2 separate regions of the Gossypium hirsutum genome follow, and region 1 is linked to region 2. The links are chromatin contacts, called in public Hi-C maps. All regions are on one chromosome and are shown on one strand. Each heading gives the region's core, a stretch centred on a gene start, on an enhancer-like site or on the middle of the called end of the contact. The rest is flanking DNA. Distances are from core to core; before and after follow the strand shown.

Region 1 (3,079 bases), core at 301-2,800, 100 kb before region 2:
GAACCAAACCAGACTGCACGAGCCAAGTCACATTGTAAGAACAGATGATTAACAGTCTCTCTTTCCTTTTGGCAAAAGATACACCATGGATTGTACCCTTTTTCTCAATCTCATGTTTGCATGGTAAGCTGTCAGAAATAATTTTCCATAGGAACACAATGATCTTAAAAAGAACTTTTGAGTTTCCACAGATTCTTCCAATCACTATTTTTTCCAAAATGGAAGTTTCACTGCAACTTTATAGCCTGGTTTCAGTGAGTATCTGTTTCTACACCATCTTAGCATTACCTTACCTCCAAATATGGAGGTATTTTTTCACTAGAAGATCCCTGAGCATCATTTCCTGTCCGGTTTCTTTGGTTCATACTCTCACCACTCCATCTAATCCTTTATGACATAAATCTCTTCCATGAATGATTCCTTTCCAAACCCCTGAATTATAGGCCTTGGGATTTACATTCAAGAAAGTTTCACTTGCAGAGTATTTCTTTGGAGTTCTATCTTTTAAAAGCCAACTTTCCCCTGTCATTATCCTCCAAGCCAGTAGGAGTTGATTAAAATATAACATTCTTCTAGCTCCACGTAATATTATCAATCTGATTTTTAATTGAGGTAGGCGATCTAAAGCAAGAGAGATGATAAATTGGAAGACTAGAAGTGTTGATTTAATGAGAATTAATGGACCTCTAGTAGACAATAGTTTTGCTTTCCATCCTTAAAGTTTGTTATTTACCTTGCATAGGCTCAAAGTTAAACCTAAATATTTCCTAAACATTGTATTAACTTTTACCTTTTAAAACCTCCTTCAACATCCTCTCGAATTGAGGGTGTAATGTAGGCTTTGATTTGTCCAAATTGATTTTTTATCCCGAAAAATTAAAGAATCTCTTCTATGTTATTGTAATCCTCTAGATTAGATTTGAAGAAGATATAGTTGTTATTCATAGACATGTTATTTCTTTCAATTTTAATTCCATAGATTAGCTATCTTCCCTTGCTTTAAGCAATGCAAGAGAGAATATTTTGATAAAGGAGGGATCTCCTAATCTTAAACCACTATTTAGAACAACATATTTTGATTCATTATCAATCTAACCCTCTTGGGGCTAAAACCCATTTTTTCTAAAACAATTTTGATGAAATTCCAACTTAATCTTTATGCATCTTAAGCTTTAGAGCTTCTAATATTCCTTTCATACTCCATTTTTTGTCGAATATATGTAAAATCTCTACCTCCTGCTCACCCAAAAATCACATTATCCGTGATTTATCTACTCTTGGCAAAAGCATTTTGAAATGGCGTGATTAATCCTCCCATAACTAGTTTAAGTCAGTTCACCAGGTCTAAAATCATTAACCAAATATGTACCTGGTTTTTTGAGAACAAGGGTGGTAAAGTTTTAGCATGTTCCCAGTGTCTAGAAAATTCATTGTGAGCTAAAAATATCCCAATTGTACTGAAAGAAGATTGTTGGCTTACCATACGATCCATGAGCTTTCCTCGGTTAAAATTGATTAAGGGTTCTAGTAATTTCACTGTCCATCAAACTCTTTTTCCAAGCCAGACCATTAGTTACAAGAAATCTGAGGTACTTGAAACTGTTGAATGAACTTTTTAATATCCTCTTCTGAACTATGATCTTGTTCCCCTAGAATATTCTGAAAATGCTTCACAAACGTTCTTTTCATTATCTTCAATAACATTATCATGCTCATCTTTTAAGAATCTGATATGATTAAATATTTTAATTCAGTTTCAAATCATATGGCAAAATTTTGCGTTTCTTTCCCCCTTAACTATCCAGTCAATCCTTGGCTTTTGAAACAAAAATATCTGTTATTGTTCAAGAAGTGTTTCCAACTCTTTTCTCTGTTTTATCTTCTCATGGATATTTCCTTGAAGCTTTGTCATTTCCTCTTCGAGCTTCTTAGGAGCTTTACAGCATTTTAGATTTTGATGAGATGATGCGTACTTGTCAACTTGATTTAGGACTTGGTCAAAGTCACCAAAGATAACCCATTTTTCGTCCTTAACATTACAACTTATTATTTTTAATTGATCCCAATTTATTTGTCCATTAATCAAACTTCGTGCATCATAGAAACATGCAACCCAAACCTTTTTACCCCCCCTCCCCCAAACCATACACCACAAAAGAACTTTGACGTTTACTAATAGATAGAGGTGATCCAAAAAATTATTCATCCCACATAATAGAAACCTCACCTCCCTTTCCCTCACATGACAACTCAACAAAGCCCTTAAGCCTCACATAATAGTTTAGTAGCTTGCCCAAAACATTCTGTTCAAGATCTTGCTCATCCATGTTTGTATGATGCTCGTCTTTATTATGGAATCTCCATTATAAAATCTTCAAAATTACTTTCATCTTCAGCTTCATTATGGCCTTCATTTGTGGTTAATGCCTCTAGAATCTGAACAAAATCATGCGCCTATTGCACCACATTAACTAAAACCATATCATTATTTATACCCTTAAACCTTGAAATTCTGATATTAGAGAAGGGATAATTCTAACAAAATATTATTATAAAACATCAAAATTTCTTAAAACTGCAAAGGATAAAAAAACTCAAAATTACTTATAAAATCCCCAATGCAAAAATCAAACATGTTTTTTAATGGTAAAAGATATTACCCAGGATGTCATTACCAATTTTCATCCCATAAGATATTTTCCCTTTACCTCTTCACAGAGTCTTCTCTTCACTGACTTGAATAACAGTCGCTCCCCTGACGTCGTGCTTCACCTCTGACCTAGTGCCTGCCGCCAACCAACAACGCTTCTCAAAATTAGTCGTCGGTGTTTATCTTCCTCTCTTGAAGGTAAGAATGAAAAAATAAATCTCCTTTCCTTTTATTTGTTTTTCCTTTCTTGAATCCAAAATCTACTTTCTAGACACATTTATGCCTAAGCATTTATTCTAAAAAAAAATCCAAGACTAGAAATAGTTTCCTTTGCGATTCATTAAAGTTTCTCTATTTCATTTGTTTCTCAAATTGTCAGTTGCTTTGAATTTATTTTGGATTTTTTATTATTTCTTTCTCTATTTTCTG
Region 2 (3,267 bases), core at 170-2,669:
GGTCTACCAGGACACATTATTAAGCCAAAATCTTCGTGCTAGATAATTACAGCTCAAGGAATGATATGACCTCCAGAATCCTAATGGTCGTATCCCTCCCCCATATTTTACCTTGATTTGTGTACACATCCAAATGATAAAACAAAATAGATCAGTTGTTTAATAAACAGATATCAATGAAATAACCAGAGAAGTAATAAAAGGGTTTATACTAAAATGTTTAGAAGAACTAAGTGGAACAACAGATAAACATAACGCAATCATCTTGGCTGCATTGTTACTCAGCGTAAGTAGTGATATGGATGCTACTTTAATTATCGCTGAAAGCTGCAATAACTTTTATTTAGAGATTGTGCTGTTTCCATCAGGATTCATACTATTCAGCTATGTAATTCCATAAATTAGTAGAGAAAACTGACCTAATTTCTGTTCCCCCTAATAATCAATTCAAAGGAAGCAACAGAGTCGAGAAAAGTTTTCATATAATATAGCAAACCACTTAACTACAAACACTTGTTAGGTGCGATTGTTGTAACTAATTTAAAGAGATAAAGGGGACAGATAATTAGAACACTAACAAACGTAATTTAAGAGTTATGAAAGCAAAGGGTAATATATACGGTATACCTCTATACTCCCATGCAAAGTGGTAATGACCTGAATATGATCCGTAGCGCCATTGGTTAAAGGCTTGGACAAAAAGGAGCTCGCTGTTAAAATCAAGAAAAAAAAACTCGTTCCAGATAGTGTTGAAATATATATTACTTTTTCCTCTTTTAGATTAATTATTTTTGAGAAGTAGGAATACTTCTATTAAGGATCGAGAGAACATAAATAATAAGAAGATATTCCTGGAAAAAGATTTGCATGCAAAAGTGAACTATTGATATGGCAACTGAAGGGGGAAAAAAGAATGAACCTGAATAAACGCTGGTAGAGACGTTCTTGCTCTGTACTTGTAAATTTTGGAAATTCTTTACTAAAATCCTTCATAATTACAATAGAGAAAACCATTTAAAAGTATGCACATTGTGATCCAGCTTTGAGAAAAACTTACAAGAGAAAAAAAAAATCTCAAGAATAAAAAGGAAAAAAAGGTGACCTAGCCTCTTTAGAACAGGTAGTGAGAAGGGAGCGAAGAGCGAGGTTGAAGGACATTTTAAAATCGGATTGTCTTCTTCTTATCATCGTAGGAGCTCCACCGCCATTTCTGCTACCCATTTCTTTTTGGATAAAATACAATACAAACAACCAAAGAACACCCAAAATTGAAGTGTGCAGAGTATGCTTCCTATTTCCCAATCAATTCAACGTTAAAATTTAGAATTTCTCCAATATCGCCTCGAGCAAGCAGTAGAGATACATTTAGGAGCCGTTCATGTACGGATATTTACAGAGTAACCTAATTTAACATTAACTTTTATAAAAAAATATATAGTTCTTTAATTTTATTAGATGATATCACTGAAAGTTTATCATTAATATATTTGAGCCAAATTTTCTCATAAAAATTATACCAGAGTTTTTATCAACGAAAAAATTAATACTAAAATTTAAATGATATAATTTGATGAAATTTGGCAAAATTACCTATAATATTAATACAAAGCAAATATGCACATGTATATATTATATATATTTAACAAACACACCAACAGGTTTGAGTGAACGATGTGATATAATACATTTAACTTATTTTTTTGTTTTCCGTTATAATATTTAATCTCACCGCCACTGATATTTTTACACTAATTATAATAAACACACCGTTCAACCAAACTCGCCCTTATTATACCACTTTGAAGCATTATTATTTGTCATCACAACAAAGACTCAACATCATACAATACAAAAACCCGTTTTCGTTTTTCGGATTGAGCCAGCCATATAAAAAAAGCCTTGCAGTTGGAACAGCCACGAAATCTCAAATTCACTACAAAGAACACCGCTGTCTTGCGCTGTTTGCCTACGACCCAAAAATGGAAAAAAGGAAATAATATTCCAAAAAAAAGAAACGAAACTCTGTACTGTCCAACAACTACAGACCCGTACCTGACTCTTAAACCCCATTCGAGGTGGCTGAATCAAATTAATACCACAATCTCTGCATATCTGTGCTAATGATACCTCAATGCTCGTATGGTTCACCTATCAACTGCCCAGTTGTTAGCTGTATGGAAGTAAAACCATAATGAAACCCCATTGCTGTAAGTCATGTCAATCCTTCCTTCCCAATATATTTCACCCGAGTATATCTTTAAACAAGTTTGGATTCTGACTCGATGGAGTAACACCTATCTGCCTAACCAGTGCATCCTTTTCCAATGAATCTTTAAGGTTGGGGCCCTTACTACTTTGAGCTACTTGCATGGTTGTAGTGCCACCAACCATATTTGTCATTGGCGGCTTTGACAAGCCAGATAAAATATCACTGTCTTTATGGTGTGCGCCAGCAGTTGTCTCTGTGTACAATCCCATTATATCAGGGGACTTCGTAACAGCAGCAGTTGAACTATGATTCACTGCTGAAGAAACTTGAGTTGTTGGCTCAAGAAGACCCTCCAGATCTTTAAATGGATCTAGTGAAGGAGCAGTACTTCTGACAGTTGGTTCTCCAAAATCAAGCAAGTCCGGAGGTTGTTGAACAGATGTCTTCTCTGAAGCAACTTCCATACTAGACTTCACCATGTGGCTGCTTGGCTTTGAACTCTTATGACCAGTAGCCGACTTCTTTTCTGTTTTTGATGGACCTCCAAACAGCGAAGCAGCCAGTTTCTGCTTTTCTGGAGATATTTCAACTTGTTTCCTAGAATCATAGGTTTCACGTGTTCTTGAATTTGCAGTATTTGACCCATCAACTTGCGTGATACCATTAACTGTTTTCAGGGATGTGGAATTTGAGGTAGATGTTGAGGGAAAGTGTGTTTGCCTACCCCACCTTTTTTGGACTCCATCTAGTCGTAGCTTGAGCTCTGTTGATGCTGCATCTGATGATACAGATGGCACAGTAGTAGTCTGGTAGCTTTCCCTAGGATACATCGCCTCTGGCACTGGAACAAGTTCAGTTGAAGCAAGTGATGCAGGAGGAATCCTCGCTTGCACTGTTTGCTTTGGAAGCTCATATGCCTCAAACCTGAGACCATGTGACGAAGCTTCATGGTGATCTTGATTCCTAAAATTGCTGATATTTAACATTCCAGTGCGTTCACTCTCAGGAATATAGGGCTGAGCACCTTTTTCAATTGACTCTTGGATATAATCATTAAG

Evidence for each region. Hi-C and Micro-C count contacts between places; a contact is called where the count stands out from the background.
Region 1: a Hi-C map of leaf shows a contact between it and region 2, with 2.8 times the contacts expected there. The contact joins the enhancer-like site here to the promoter of LOC107900694 in region 2. A contact is called at or near these places in 18 of 34 Hi-C or Micro-C datasets (callus, cotyledon, hypocotyl and 3 more).

Annotation. Positions count from the first base shown.
Region 1 is chrD08:54,825,677-54,828,755 of Gossypium_hirsutum_v2.1, reverse strand. No RefSeq gene overlaps it. Among protein-coding and RNA genes, the nearest start is that of LOC121220602, 60 kb to the left of the region's middle. Within about 2 kb of position 1,550, at least 1 of the 9 cell types and tissues checked has an H3K27ac peak or open chromatin away from gene starts, as enhancers often do. A contact at or near this core is called in cotyledon, where this site is marked.
Region 2 is chrD08:54,723,863-54,727,129 of Gossypium_hirsutum_v2.1, reverse strand. It overlaps LOC107900694, which reads right to left and starts at 1,419. Exons shown (of 6, transcript XR_005916871.1): 1 at 1,103-1,419; 2 at 920-987; 3 at 628-710. It overlaps LOC107900692 (AP-4 complex subunit epsilon), which reads right to left. Exons shown (of 11, transcript XM_041098415.1): 11 at 1,770-3,267. The coding sequence ends at 2,242.